Regions from separate parts of the Mus musculus genome. Here all the other regions are linked to region 3. A link is a contact called in public HiChIP or PLAC-seq data. All regions are on one chromosome and are shown on one strand. Each heading gives the region's core, a stretch centred on a gene start, on an enhancer-like site or on the middle of the called end of the contact. The rest is flanking DNA. Distances are from core to core; before and after follow the strand shown.

Region 1 (4,481 bases), core at 87-2,586, 450 kb before region 3:
GCTCAGGAAGATAGCCCCCCCCCCCCCCCCCCCAGTCCTTGTAAACACAGAACTCTCCTCTCGCTTCCCATAAAAACTGCCGTGTGTTCTGTTACCCAGCCGCTCTTCTCCCTCCTAGTGCCTCAGCTCAGGCTGCTGAGACACTCACTCACTCATGTGGCAGAGGGGGACTATAAGCCACACTGACACAAGCTCTTGCCAATCCACCACTCGTTAAGACTCTGTTAACACACTTCAGTAAAGTCTGTTTTATGGAATCTCCAGTTGCACAGTGTAAACACAAAGAGAGGGGAACTCCTCAAAATATGCAGCTCACAGCGGGAATTAAAAGGCTCACAAAGAAACAGCCAGGTGTGGCAGAATTGGAGCTACCTTGAGTAAAGGAGGAAGTACTATTTATAAGTTGCATGGCAGCGAACAGATACAGGGGAAGGAAAAGGAGGAAAGGCTGGTGTCATGGGGCGCTGGAGAGGCAGGAGCAGCGTGTGTATGTATTTTGAGCATCTTATTTATGAAATTAAATCACACCAGAGCCAAGACTGTGGTTACTACAGGTATAAAAGCACCTGAAACCCTGCCCAGCCTCTGTGTTGTAAGCTGTCTTCCCAGGCAAACCTCCATGTCTGCCTCTGTAGGCACCTTTGTCAGCTTTGCCAAAGAGTGCCACATAAGATGGCTGTACAACTGAGAGCGAGTAACTTATCCTAAAATGAGACCCAGTGGGTCCCTGATGTTGAAAAAGACCATAAATAAAGAACTAACTTTGGAAATTCCTCAAGGTGAACATGAGATAAGAGAATGATCTAAAGATGTCAACACCAGTTAAGGGACTGCCTTGAATACTGCTCTTCTTGAATGGCGATCTCTAGGAGGAGCATGTGTGTGTGTGTGTGTGTGTGTGTGTGTGTGTGTGTGTGTGTGTGTGTGTATAGATATGGAAATAGCATCAAAATATCTACTAACAACAACAAAAAAAAACCTGGGAAATAATTAAGGAGGTGTTTCAGAGGCGATAGGCAAAAAGAATTATTTGAAAGTCTCAACCCTTTATTCCGATCTATGCCTGTAATGTAGGAAACTGACCTGGACGAGGAGGAGAGGAGGAGGAGGAGGAGGGGAGGAGGAGGAGGAGGGGAGGAGGAAGGAAGGGAAGCAACATTTATCACAATATTGAGAGCAAGCCAGGAATGCTACATGCATCAGAACTTCTGGCAAGGCCCCTGTAAGATAGTTCTCATCAAGCCCCACCTAGCAGACAAGGAAACTGCCATTCAGGAAAGTTAAGGGCTCTGACTGGGGTCAAGCAGCCAGTGAGTAATGTGACTCTGATTCAGACTCAGGTCTGACTCTGAAGCCCATATTCTTTCAATTATACCACGCTGCTTATTAAAGGGCTGAATACTACGCCTTGTGAGAAAAAGCTAAAGGGAGTTCTATAACTCATGTTGGACAAAAAAAGACTGGAAAATGATATAATGATTTTGAAGTACTGTCTAGGAAGGATTAACCTAAAGGATGGTAACCAGCTGTTTTGAAAGCTGCTCTGAAGAAAGAGAATAGGAAACGGGCTTCAGCCGCCACAGCAAAAAGAGAAGCTGCCTTTCCAGAAGGCTCCCTTGCGCTGGAGTTAGTAGCTGAGGAGAGAACGCCGCTGTGGAATTTTCTTCCTGTGCAAGTCAAGATGGCTGACCCAGAAGAGAGAAAAAGAGGAGTTTCCCTACACGGAGAGTATTAAATGAAGAAGTGGGCAAGAGAAAAGGGAGAAGAGGAAGTCTTCCTTGGAATCGCAAACCAGGACAGATGATGAGGGAAAGGGGCAACTGGAGAAAGGCTGGACCGGCCATAATGGCAATTGTGATCACAAATAGAAACAGAAGCTGTAAGTCCATCTAGCCTAGAGCTGTCTCCTTTGGTAACGTTCTTCCATGCAATCAGGAGGGGCTGAGTTGGACCCCAAGCACCGCATAAAGCTGGTAACAGAGCCTCAGCTCATAGCAGTCACTGAGACCTTTGTATGACTCCGGGATGGAAGTGCCATTCAGGCTATAAAAATCAGCTGTAGACAGCCCCGCCTGCCAGAACTCAAAGGCCCAATCATCAGAGTCCATAATAGTTCTGGGAAAGTCCAAAACTGTACTAACCTTACATTTTAGCTTCTGTAGTTCCTCTCCTGGCTAACGGCTCTTGTTAACTGAAGTCCATCAACTCAGAAGACGGTTTTCGTGCTTAAAACCACTCCCTAAGAAGGCTCAGGGCTATACTGCCATCCCGAGCGCCCAGTGTAGTCGATGGCTGGCTAATAAAGATGTTCTATTGTCTTACACTCAAGTCAGAGCAGTATTCTCTGGGAAATAATCCGCAACAATAGAGGTGCATGCTGGTAATCTTAGCAACGGCGAAGCAGAGGCAGGAGGAGCCCTGGCAGGAGAGGCTCACAGGTTACCATTCTAACCGAATCAGCAAGCCCAGGTCTCATTAGGAGACCGTCTCAAAACAGAAGGTGGACAACGCTTGGGGAATGATACCTCAGGTGAACTAACCCCTGACTCATACATGTACACACATGCACACACACACACATGCATGCACGCACACATACACATGCACACATATATATATACATGCACACATACATATACATGCACATACACATGTGCGCACGTGCACACACACACACACACACACACTCACACTGGAACATTCCCAGAGAAAGTCTGGAGTAACTAACTGTGCCTATAGAACCTGCTTCTCCAAAGATATTTTCACACTATATCTTCATTTAAAAGGGAGAATTTAAGAATGGTCCTGCTTCCACGCAAGAACTCATTAAAGCATTTAAAGGCTAACTGAGCACTTGAGGGCCTTTTTGTACTCTCAAAATAGTTATTTTTTTTTTAAACTTGACTTTTACATAGGTTTAATAACATTCACATTTCAAACACTGTATTGGCCCATGGTGTCCCACTAAATATCAGACATTATCCTAAGACAGTCTACATTTCAAGGCTTGTGAAAGCTGTGACCCAGTCAAGCCAAGGAACCATCTAGCTAAAAACCAGCAGAGCTGAGGTCCAACTTGAAGTCCTTGAATGGATTTCAAACCCAATATTTCCCTGCCCGTCCCCCTCCCCGGAATTTTAGCCTATTCTGCCAAGTACTCTGTGAGGGCTGGCTGCCTGTCAACCGCACCATGTTGGCTCATTTTTCTAACATCCACGTGAATGACTGTAATTCTATAGATTGTTTCCTTGGGTGGCTGAAGAGCTGATAAACACAATGAAGAATCCCAAGGAACAGAGCCACAGAGAAGAACCCCACATCCTGGCCACTGACGTCATCCTGCACACATACCAATGAGACGAGTTTTGGACACACTGAGAACAATGTCTGAGAGCTCTGTTCTTTGTTGAAACCTACTCGGCTTCCAGGGAACATTCTTTCCTTCATTTGCTTATTCATTCGTTTATTCAAATGTAACACAGATGAGGTCACAGGGTTGGGTCTATTTTTTTTTTTCTGTGTTGAAAAGTTTTAAATTAATGTTCTTTGCAGAAAACTAATTCCTGAATATAGAAATGCACCAATTTCACTTTGATGTTAATTTTTTAAAAAGCTCATTTAGCTTACGAACACAAATAAAAATAATTTAAATATCCGTCACTTGCCTTTAGAATCGTCTGTGGAGGGTGTCGAGGAAAAGAACAGAGGGGTGTTCAGGGCTTTAACAATGATCAGAAGAGAAGAGAGCTTACTGAGTGACTAGATCAGGAATCAGCATTGCAAGCCTGCTCATGAGAGCTCCTAAATGTGTATATACGTACACATACATGTATGTAGTGTATGCGCATATATATGTGATCATATACACAATATATTTGTATGTGTATAGATACAAATATACACGTGTGTGTTGTGTATCTATGCATACATACACCTATGTGCATGGGTGTGTATATGTGTGTATACATGGGTGTCTGTGTATTGTATGTCCATGTGTGTGCTGTAGCCCACAGAACATAGTCTTTAGTAACAAGATAGCACTGCAGTTGCCTCATTCCCCTTTGGTCACGATCGTAAAATAATTTGAAGCATGAAATTGTTAATAAGCATACAGCAACACATAGTGAATCCCAAACCTTTACCATCCTCTGTGTCACTGTTTTCTCAAAGATGCCCTGGGTCTGTGTGTGTGGAGAAATGTGGGGATTCTTTATCATGTAAGAGACCTCACCCTCACAAATGTGACAGAGGAAACCAGGCGAGAAGCTAAACAGAGTTCCATTTGCTGTTGATGGCAATTCAGATGAACCAGTGCTCTTTGGAGTCTTGTCTTTGGGAAGAGCCAGTGTTAGCTGTCATTATTTAGCATGGAGTTGGCCATGCTTAGATAATAGGAGAATCAGATGCAGAGCTTAGTGTGACTGTGACCCAGCCTGTCTCCTGTGTTCTCATCGTGCTGTCACTGCCCAACTTCCCTTGGA
Region 2 (4,422 bases), core at 1,216-3,715, 300 kb before region 3:
TTGTATCTAAGTCTCCATATTTCCCCATAATTCTATTACCCACCTACAAATAAAGACATGGAAAACCTCCTGAAGTTAAATAACTGAATCGGACAGTTAGTAAGTCGCAAAGCCAGTAAGTTGCAGACACAGCTGTTGGGCTAGCTCTAGGGTGGAAACTCAATACAAAATGAATAAGGAAACAGTGTTTTGTCAGCAGGAGGCTCAATGGGGATGACACAAAAGTAAAGAAATAGGGTGAGGAGGGATGGGAAGACAGGGCAACATCAAGCTGAAAAGGCCCAGTGCTCCTGATCTTTAATATACATGACATGGTTGAAGGCTTTCAGCATAGAGTAGTGGGGAGGGGGTGGGGGCTGGAGGCAGGAGACAGGGGGCTGATGCTATATAGCAGGCAGGAATCCTTCGTGACCAAGCCTTAGAGTTTGGTATAGACTATAAACCAGAGGTAGTCTGAACTTTACAAATCTGTCCTACTTGAAAAGTGTTGGTTTGACATAGGGAGAGATTTCCTTTGCAGGAAATTAGGTGGCAATTTAGAAAATAGTCCAAAATGAACAGAAAACCATGAAAGGGCACACAGGTTTACCCCCATTGGGACATTCTACTGAACCATGGTGCTTTCAAAGATTGGAACTTGTGGTTACAAAATACTAAATTAAAACTGCGTATTTCACACCCCAAACTGAGCGGAGGCGACCGTCTTCTTAGTGCACCCAAGGAGCATATGGAGAGAAGGGCAAAAGATGAAGAAGACACATGACCATCCACCTCAGCAAATTCTACTTCTGGGAACAAAAACAAGGGGCACAATTTCATACGAAAGTCAGGAGCCCACCTTATAAGAGCTGTTATTACAGCGTTATTTATCTATTAGTGAATGGGATATGAGTACTAACTCATCGCTTGGAGACTTGTGTACTTACTCAGAGACAAAATAAAGACCAATATTGCCTCAGAAGAGATACGTAGAAATCCATTGCTAGATGAAATAAATGGTCTTGACTATCAACCTCTTACAGGGGTCTTTTTTGTTCAGGAATACTGTCATGAACTGCTCTTCACTGTTCTGTGTTGCTGCTAAAAATTAAATTTTCCTAAAAATGTAAACTTATAACTTCTGTTCATACTTTAAATGAGATATAATTCTAATAACTTATTTTGCTGTTTTATTTTGGTTTTTTGTTTGTTTTTTTGTTTTGTTTTGGGTTTTCTGTTTGTTTGTTTGTTTGTTTGTTTGTTTGTTTGTTTGTTTTAGACAGGGTCTCTCTAGTTTTGTTCTGGAACTCAATATGTAACCCAAACTAGCCTTAAACTCATGATCTGCCTGACTCTGGCTCCTAGTGGCTGGGATGAAAGGCACATAGCACCATGTCCAGCTGGGATGATCCTAAGTTAGTCTTTTCTCTTTTGCTGCAACAACAACAACACAACAAAATACCCCAGGCTGGGTATTTTATAGAGAAATAAGGGTTATTTGACTAAAAGTTATGAAAACTGAAATCCCAAGATCAGGCAACTTCTTTGGTTTGGGCTCTGAGGAGCCTTAAGCTCGTCACCTCATGGACGGCTGAAAGGAAACGCACGTGGGAGAGGGAGCAGTTATATGATGACATAGGAAGCTAGACAAGATCAGGACCACAACTCATCTCGTCAGAACTAACCAGGGTTCCACAAGAACCACCTTAACCTAGCAGGTTTTGAGACTGGTGTCCCAAAGACCTAATTACCTCCAGGTAGGGTCTGCGTACCCCCATCCACATTGGTACCGTAAGGCCCAGGCACCACTGGACGACAAATCCTGTGTAAGGCAGAGCAGTTGATGTCTTCCACCTTTGAGCAATTCCTGTCCAGTTTGCTCTCTTGCTCACAGCTCAGACTTTCATACCAGAAGATCACCAATGATTCCTCAGAGTGAGGAAACATTGTTAGGGTGGAGAAAGCTGTGAGCCTGAGTTGTTTAGTGGCAGTCTCAGGGCTTCTGTGTTCTCCCTTGTATGTATAATATGTATCTTAGTGCTGCCGACTAAGTTTAACCTATTCCTTTTAAAGGACTCGAAGTTATGCTGAGACACGCCCCCTCCCCGTAACCCCCCCTCCCCCATCTTTTCTTGGAGTGTTTTACCTACAGAAAACCACAGCCAATCAAAATGCTGAACTGTGGAGCACAGCCTTAATATTTTTAAGTGTGTGAAAAAGAATGTTTAGAGAGCCTCATGCAAAAAGCTGTTTCGCTTGAACTCAACATCTCCAAACACACAGCCACAGTTAGTTATGCACCGGGAACACACCATCACCCTCCCCGAAATCTCACACTGTAGTTGATTATAAGTATAAATCAATACATGTACCCCGCAGATCGATGGCGAAGAGCCTTAACGATTCCCGCAAAGCCGCCTTTATAGAGTGGAGGAGAATACACAGCTGACAGGGAACCGCTGGGTTATGGCGACCACCCAGGTGGTGCCAGAAGTTGGAAGTAACCCTCCTCCCCCCTGCCCTCCATCAACGCAGCTCAGAACGAATTGGCTTTTCAGGAATGCTGAGAGAAAAGGAAAAGCCGGCCAAATCTTCCCGGCAGAAGTAGTTCCGATCCGGGGATTAGAGTCTGTCAATTAGGGGTGTCCGAATGGGACGGAGGGAAGAAAGAAGGAAGTGCTGCTTAAGTGTCAGGGGAGACTCTTATTTATTTTTATTTTGATTTGATTTTATTTTATTTTTAGGAGGGGGAGCAAGCGCTGGGAACGATTTTTCTTATTCTGCTTGGAAAGGAGTCAGTCCTGATCCAGATTTCCTTCCGGAAGAAACGAATCAAGGACCTTGCTGGCGGAGGGTTGGGAATGGGGGTGGGGGACAACCCTAGGTGGCCCGAGCGTGGTACGGCCTTGTCAGAGGCTATTGTACGGCTAGACCCAAGGCCGTTTCGGTACCCACGCAGCCACTTGCAGGACCGAGCGTGTCTGGATGAGCCAACTGGCCTCCCTCCGCGCCGAGCGCCCCAGCCGTCTGCTCTGCGCACGGGGTCAGGGGGCCCGCGCCGGCAGGGGCGCCTTTGAAGTCTCGGCAGCAGACTGGGTGGGAGATGGATGACCTAGGAGGGACAGGGACGAAGGGGCCCAGCCTGGTTCCCACGATCCGCGGCTCGAGGGGCCACCGCGCAATGCGGGCCGTTGCTGGGGCAGAATGAGAATGAGAGCACGTGGGTGATCTCGGAAAATGCGCGCGCGGGGATATGATCCCTAAATGTGAGCCAGGAGATTTAGCGCATGACGAACCCTAGGGAACGCACAGAAGGCGGCCACCACCGGGAGGGAGGAGGCTGTGACTCTAGGTAGCCTCGGTGAGAGTGAAGGTGGTGTACGTAAGAGGACCCGGAGTAGGATGGAGAGTGTCCTACTGGTTAGGGGGTGGGGTAGGTGTACGTCAGGAGAGGGGACCCGGCAGCGTGCGGGCTCCATGCTGCTGTGCAGATCGGTGTAGCCGTGGGTGCAAGCAGAGAAAAGGCGACCCCGACAGAGGCACGGGGCCCCTGGCCTGGACCGCTGGGCGGCGTCTGCGGAGCATCTGAGCTCAGCCTCCGGGAGCGGGGTTGGAGGGACTAGTTGCAGAGCAGCGACGCCAATGAAGTTGGTAACTTTTTCCCAAAGAGGAAAAAGAAACCGCCAAACAAGGGTCCCCTAGAAGGGTGGGAGCAGTGGCCCAGTTGCCGATAGACTCCACCCCCTCCAGACTCCGCCCCCCTCAGACTGAGGGGCGCCCGGCCTGCAGCCAATGGGCAAATCTACGTTAGGCGTGACTTTGTGGTTCGACCTGAGCCAGGCATGGAGCTGGCTGGTTTCACCTAGTCCAGACTTTGGGTCTGGAGAGAGCTGAAGGTGCTGACTGGCAAGTCAGGGAGCCTGCATCCTCCCGTGGCTTCCTCCAGCCTTTTTGGACATAGATCATAATCTGCCCAGAGACATGTTAGGTAGAGATTACATGCTAAAGGTTCTCCTGAGAGAGAAGAAGCAGTGTTCTCTCTTGCCCTAACTTACTTCTCAAGAGCTCCTCATGTAAGTTTACAAACACATCTGTTCAAAACGGTCAAATATTTGTTGACCTAGAAGTGAAAGTGACACAGAAGGGAAGAGATTCGGGATCTTGGAGGGACAGGATGAGATGAACAAGAAAGGGTTCTGAAGGTCGCCTAAATCATAGCCCCCTTACATTGTGTTTTCCTCTTCATGTTCAGGATGTGATCTTGGGGTGCAAGGTAATTTGGATTCCCTAAGTTATGGTGGTGAGGAACAGAGTATCGAAATGAAGGAAGAGAATAACGGAACAAGTTGCAATAGTAAAAACAAAAAGATGTTTAAGCGGATACATGGTAGGGGGACATTCACAAAGTCACTTTCTGTGGTCTTCAGACTCAACTCACATCCT
Region 3 (4,443 bases), core at 1,622-4,121:
TGGCTACCCAGTTAAATCCCTGGGTAGAAAGCGGATACACAGACAGAAAGGCATGTACACAGACAGGAAGGGAAGTCAGCTGACCCAAGGCAGGAGCCCGCAAGGCTATCTCAGTGTTTTCCACATCTAGTTCTTGTTTTTTGTTTTTGCCCCCCCCCCCCAACTTTTCAGGACGCTTGTCTTCAAAATTAATACATCCTTGAACTATCATTTTGCTTGAAAATGAAGACTGTAACTAGGGGCAGCAATATTTGGGAGAGATGAAAGGTGTACCACCCCATGAGAAGAGAGAGGAAAACAAACCACAGGAGAGACTGGATGGAAGGAGCAGCGGACCCCTGACCCCTGAGGTGCACAGTTTCAGCAAACAACGTACAAAGAAAAAGAGGACAGGGAAAATCCAAGTCTCTCAAAACCGTGCATGCCCTGTGGCCCCTGCATCTCCGTGGGCACCCAGGTACACATTTTGAACACGAAGGCAGTCGTACAAAGCCAATAAAGTACTCCATCTCCAGTGGCAGCGGAGCACGGGTGCTTTTCCCCAAAGTAGATGAGACATCAAGAGAGAGTGAATGACGAAAACCAGCAAAAGTATGAGTGAAAAATTAAATCCTATTTCTCAGAAGTTTAGACAATGAAAGCTGACAGGAACGCTAGGGGGAAAGTCACAGGGTCACCAAGAGTGTCACCGGGAAGGTCACCACGAAGGTGAATGTGACTCTTGCAAGCACTCGAGTTAGTGTAAGAATCTCGATTTCAGGGTTTGCGAATCAAACGCTCACAAGGGTTAAATTCTCCATTCACAGTTGGCTCTGTTTCTTATTTAAAACAGTAAGTTTTCCTTCAGCAGAGTCCTTCAGTGAAATCACATGATGGGGAAAGAGGTGGGACATCTCAAACGAAAAGCCAAGGGATGTGGGCAGCTTTGGCCGGTTGGGGTATTAACCAGTTTAGCATGGCTCAGCAGCTGTCTTAAGTGTTATGTCAACTATTATGACATAAGCTAAGGGTGTTGAAATATGAGGATGTGTGTTTTCTGACAGGGAACGGGTGACAATTTGAAGGGTCGGTTTTTTAACATGAGAGAAAAAAAAAGAGTAAGAATTCAGAACAGATTGTCAACCAACAGGACCGTGCAAAAGGGTTTATGTCATTGGGGAAAAGTTGGAACTCTTAAGAATTTTTAAGGAAACTACCATTTTCCTGTTATTTCAGAAATATCTGTAAATGCTAGTGTCTTAAAGGAGAAGCACAGGGCAAACTAAAGTATGTTTTCCATTCTTCTTTTGTTATTTATTCTCTGAAACTTCCTAATCCTGTCTCAGATAAAAGATGCTCACCCCTAAGTAAGGTTTCTGCTTTCATTTCCACCAGGGCAGCAATTCTGTAGGACATACAGGGAGCCTGAGATTTTACGCACCCAGCACCCAGATAAAATGTTTTTGGTTAAAAACTGTCCTTGCTTGATAAGATTATCCTATCCAGACCAAGAATTATCTGTCTTGGTCAAAAAGTCTATGTGGTATCAGCATTATTGTGAACGTTTAGGATTTTTCAAAAAGAGGATTTTAGGCCAATGTCAAAATAATAATGTTAACCTCAGGTAGAAGATATTGCTGTCTCATGTTTATTTGGGGTATAGCGCTTCATTGTAGAAGTATAAAGAGGCTTCTCGCTGGATGCATTTTAATCTGAGGGATGTGCGTGAGTGACTTGCAAAATGACCTATGCGTGGACGTCGGGGCATTAGACAAATCAGTAAATACATACGCTCTCTGTCACCAAGATTTTCTTTGTACCTCTGCTAAGGACAATGGTTACTGAAGTGGACACCAAAGTTAGTGCTGGGTGTTTTAAATGTCTAAACAGTACAAAGTTAGCCAGTCTGTCACGCTAGAAATTAGCCAAGAAAGTCTGTCATCATTGTCGGTTTCAGAAAGTGGACAAATATATGAAAGGATAGAATCAAATTCAGCAAAGGAAAGATGGGCAGGTAACTGAGCAGCCCGGAGCATGTGGTCACGTGACCCGGCCACGCCCACCGGCTTTCAGGACACTTACTTGAACAACGGAGTTCCACAGACAACACATTTATATATTCCAGGATCTTTGTGATGTGTGTACTCTCCTTCAAAGGCACTGATAAACGATAAACAGAGCGTCAAAAACTGTTAACAGAGCTAGTGTTACTTCTTATAGAACACACTGGTTTAAATACATTTCTCTGGTAAAACTTTCAAGGGTCTGGGGCCCTAAAATGAGAACAGACCAGACATATGGAAGCTTGAACAATAGTAATATACTTCGAATATATACATATATATAATAAAATGTGCATATAACTACTCCAAACTAGTACAGGTTAAGTCAAAATATCAAGCCATCTAGTAAGTAATACTTAGAATATTTTTCAAATTAAAAAAAAAAAAAAAGCCCACTGTTTGAGTCACATGAAGAACACTGTTACCTAAGATTTCCGCGGCCCCACACCATACAAGAGGGGGACCAGAAAATGTAGCAGGTCCCAAGTCTTCGAGTGGAAGGAGTCTTATTTTTTGGTTTGAAAAGGAATATTGCAGCTTTAAGGAACTGTTTTTCTAAGTTAGCGATCTTACAGGCGCGGAGGTCACTCGGTTAATGCAGATCAGCTGTGTCGCCCAACAAAAAGGCCGTGTGCTCTGCAGCTTGGTTTTATTATCGTTTCGTCCCTCTTTACGAGGTCCAATTTTTTTTATAAACAGAATTTTTTTTTTTTTAAAGAATGACCTAATCTCTGGTTGTTTGTGTGCATTAAATCATTTTGCTAGGGCATGCACACAACATTGGCGGGCAGAAGTCCTGGACCCTGTGATCCAGCCCTGCCGCCGCCGCTGGTACAAGGAAGGCACACCTTGTGAGAGAGCTTCATTGTTCAGTAAACTCAGTGAACAGTGGGGGCTGTGACAGGGAGAGCGTGCTGTCCATTAACAAGGATCCCTGTGTGGGAAGGAAGCTCTTTCAGATCTTGAATGGAAACACAAAGTCACATCACGAATAAACCTGCATCAGGGGGACCATTTACAGCCTCGTGCCGAGCCCCGTGGTATGAATTAGACAACAAAATCATTAGGCCTTGGCAAGTTACTTTTTCGCTGGAATCAGCTGAGAGAGATTTTATTTTATTCACTAAAAAACAGTCTTGGAAGTGAACGACTGCCCCCCCCCCCCAGGATGTAGGGCGAACTTCCAAGGACCAAAGCCATGCAAGGGCAGTTATTGAAAATTTTTGACATTCCAACCACAAATGAGCCAATAAATACTTTCTCCACATGTGCTTCAAAAAGAAATCCGAGTGGGGTGGAAAGGAACTAAATTATGCTACCTTCTTTTTGCAGCCAAAACGTCTATGCTTTACAATGCCACCTTCAAAATGCCAGCCTCCTGGCATAGCGCCACATCCCTCACAGTTTTCCTTGCTGTGATGTCGTCCAAAAAAAAAAAGGGGGGGGGGCACCCAAATCGCTATTGCTTCCACACATTTCACTGTAAACTAAAAACAGGCCCTTAGCAAAAGTCCCGTGGCTTTATATAGATATAGTTCGCTGAGTGGAGAGAAGCAGAAAAGAAACTCAGCTTTAACTCAAACAGTGCCATCTCCAGCCTTTTCAAAGACAGTCATTTGCAGGCCTTACCCAGCATGCATAGTTTCTTTAAAATAATCAACAGGGAAGAAGACTCCAAGGAGTGGGAGAAAGTGGTGCTTGCCTGCTTGCTTGCCTCCCTGCCTGCCCACCTGCTTGCCTGCTTGCCCGCTTGCCCACCTACTTGCTTGCCTGCCTGCCTGCTTGCCTCCCTGCCTGCCTGCCTGTTTGCCTGCTTGCCCGCCTGCCCACCTGCCTGCCTGCCTGCTTGCCTGCTTGCCCGCCTGCTTGCCTGCTTGCCCACCTGCCTGCTTGCCTGCTTGCCTGCTTGCCCGCCTGCTTGCCTGCCTGCCTGCCTGCCAGCTTGCCTGCCTGCCTGCCTGCCAGCTTGCCTGCCTGCCTGCCTGCCTGCCTGCTTGCTTGCTTGCTTTTATTACAGCACACATTACCTTTCAGTTCCTTTCTCCTGAGTGACATGGTACTGTAGGGGTGTCAGCCGCTTCCTCAGTTCCTGCTGGGAAAAGACCACCTTACAGTTCTTTTTATCCCTACATGACCCTGGAAAGAGAGGATATGGGAGAAAGAGCCATTTAGCCTGAATCCTAAATACTTGCTTTGGCTGGCCGCCACAGCACAGCCTCTACAGTCACTTGTCAATGACCAGAGAATCCCTAGCGGACCACAAAACCTTACCTGAGCTGCAGCCGGTCTCCAAGCTCCAACAGAATGCACTTTAAAAAGCCCCATGATTCCCCTGGCGCAGCAACAACGTGTCACAGCCAAGGCTTGTAGCAGGTGATATTAGAAACTCACTGGGAATTTG

What was found. HiChIP or PLAC-seq counts read pairs in DNA pulled down with a chosen protein or histone mark.
Region 1: an H3K4me3 HiChIP or PLAC-seq map of embryonic limb bud shows a contact between it and region 3, with 3 times the contacts expected there. The contact joins two enhancer-like sites. A contact is called at or near these places in 1 of 484 Hi-C or Micro-C datasets (embryonic stem cells), 6 of 115 datasets of contacts at active chromatin or transcription factors (craniofacial prominence, embryonic basal ganglia, embryonic limb bud and 2 more) and 1 of 9 other capture datasets (embryonic stem cells).
Region 2: a contact with region 3 is called in an H3K4me3 HiChIP or PLAC-seq map of embryonic limb bud, with 4 times the contacts expected there. The contact joins two enhancer-like sites. A contact is called at or near these places in 13 of 484 Hi-C or Micro-C datasets (bone marrow-derived macrophages, cortical neurons, embryonic cerebral cortex and 6 more), 14 of 115 datasets of contacts at active chromatin or transcription factors (bone marrow-derived macrophages, craniofacial prominence, embryonic basal ganglia and 7 more) and 1 of 9 other capture datasets (embryonic stem cells).

Annotation. Positions count from the first base shown.
Region 1 is chr10:120,398,710-120,403,190 of GRCm38.p6, forward strand. The region is part of intron 3 of Hmga2 (high mobility group AT-hook 2); the gene reads right to left. Among named protein-coding and RNA genes, the nearest start is that of 9230105E05Rik, 11 kb to the left of the region's middle. Within about 2 kb of position 1,337, at least 42 of the 459 cell types and tissues checked have an H3K27ac peak or open chromatin away from gene starts, as enhancers often do. A contact at or near this core is called in embryonic limb bud, where this site is marked.
Region 2 is chr10:120,549,571-120,553,992 of GRCm38.p6, forward strand. No RefSeq gene overlaps it. Among named protein-coding and RNA genes, the nearest start is that of Gm34952, 23 kb to the left of the region's middle. RefSeq lists an enhancer at 2,388-4,027. Within about 2 kb of position 2,466, at least 93 of the 459 cell types and tissues checked have an H3K27ac peak or open chromatin away from gene starts, as enhancers often do. A contact at or near this core is called in cortical neurons, embryonic forebrain and embryonic limb bud, where this site is marked.
Region 3 is chr10:120,847,915-120,852,357 of GRCm38.p6, forward strand. Msrb3 (methionine sulfoxide reductase B3) reads right to left here. Exons shown (of 7, transcript NM_177092.4): 3 at 4,070-4,178; 4 at 2,062-2,139. Among named protein-coding and RNA genes, the nearest start is that of Gm15910, 7.5 kb to the right of the region's middle. Within about 2 kb of position 2,872, at least 39 of the 459 cell types and tissues checked have an H3K27ac peak or open chromatin away from gene starts, as enhancers often do. A contact at or near this core is called in cortical neurons, embryonic forebrain and embryonic limb bud, where this site is marked.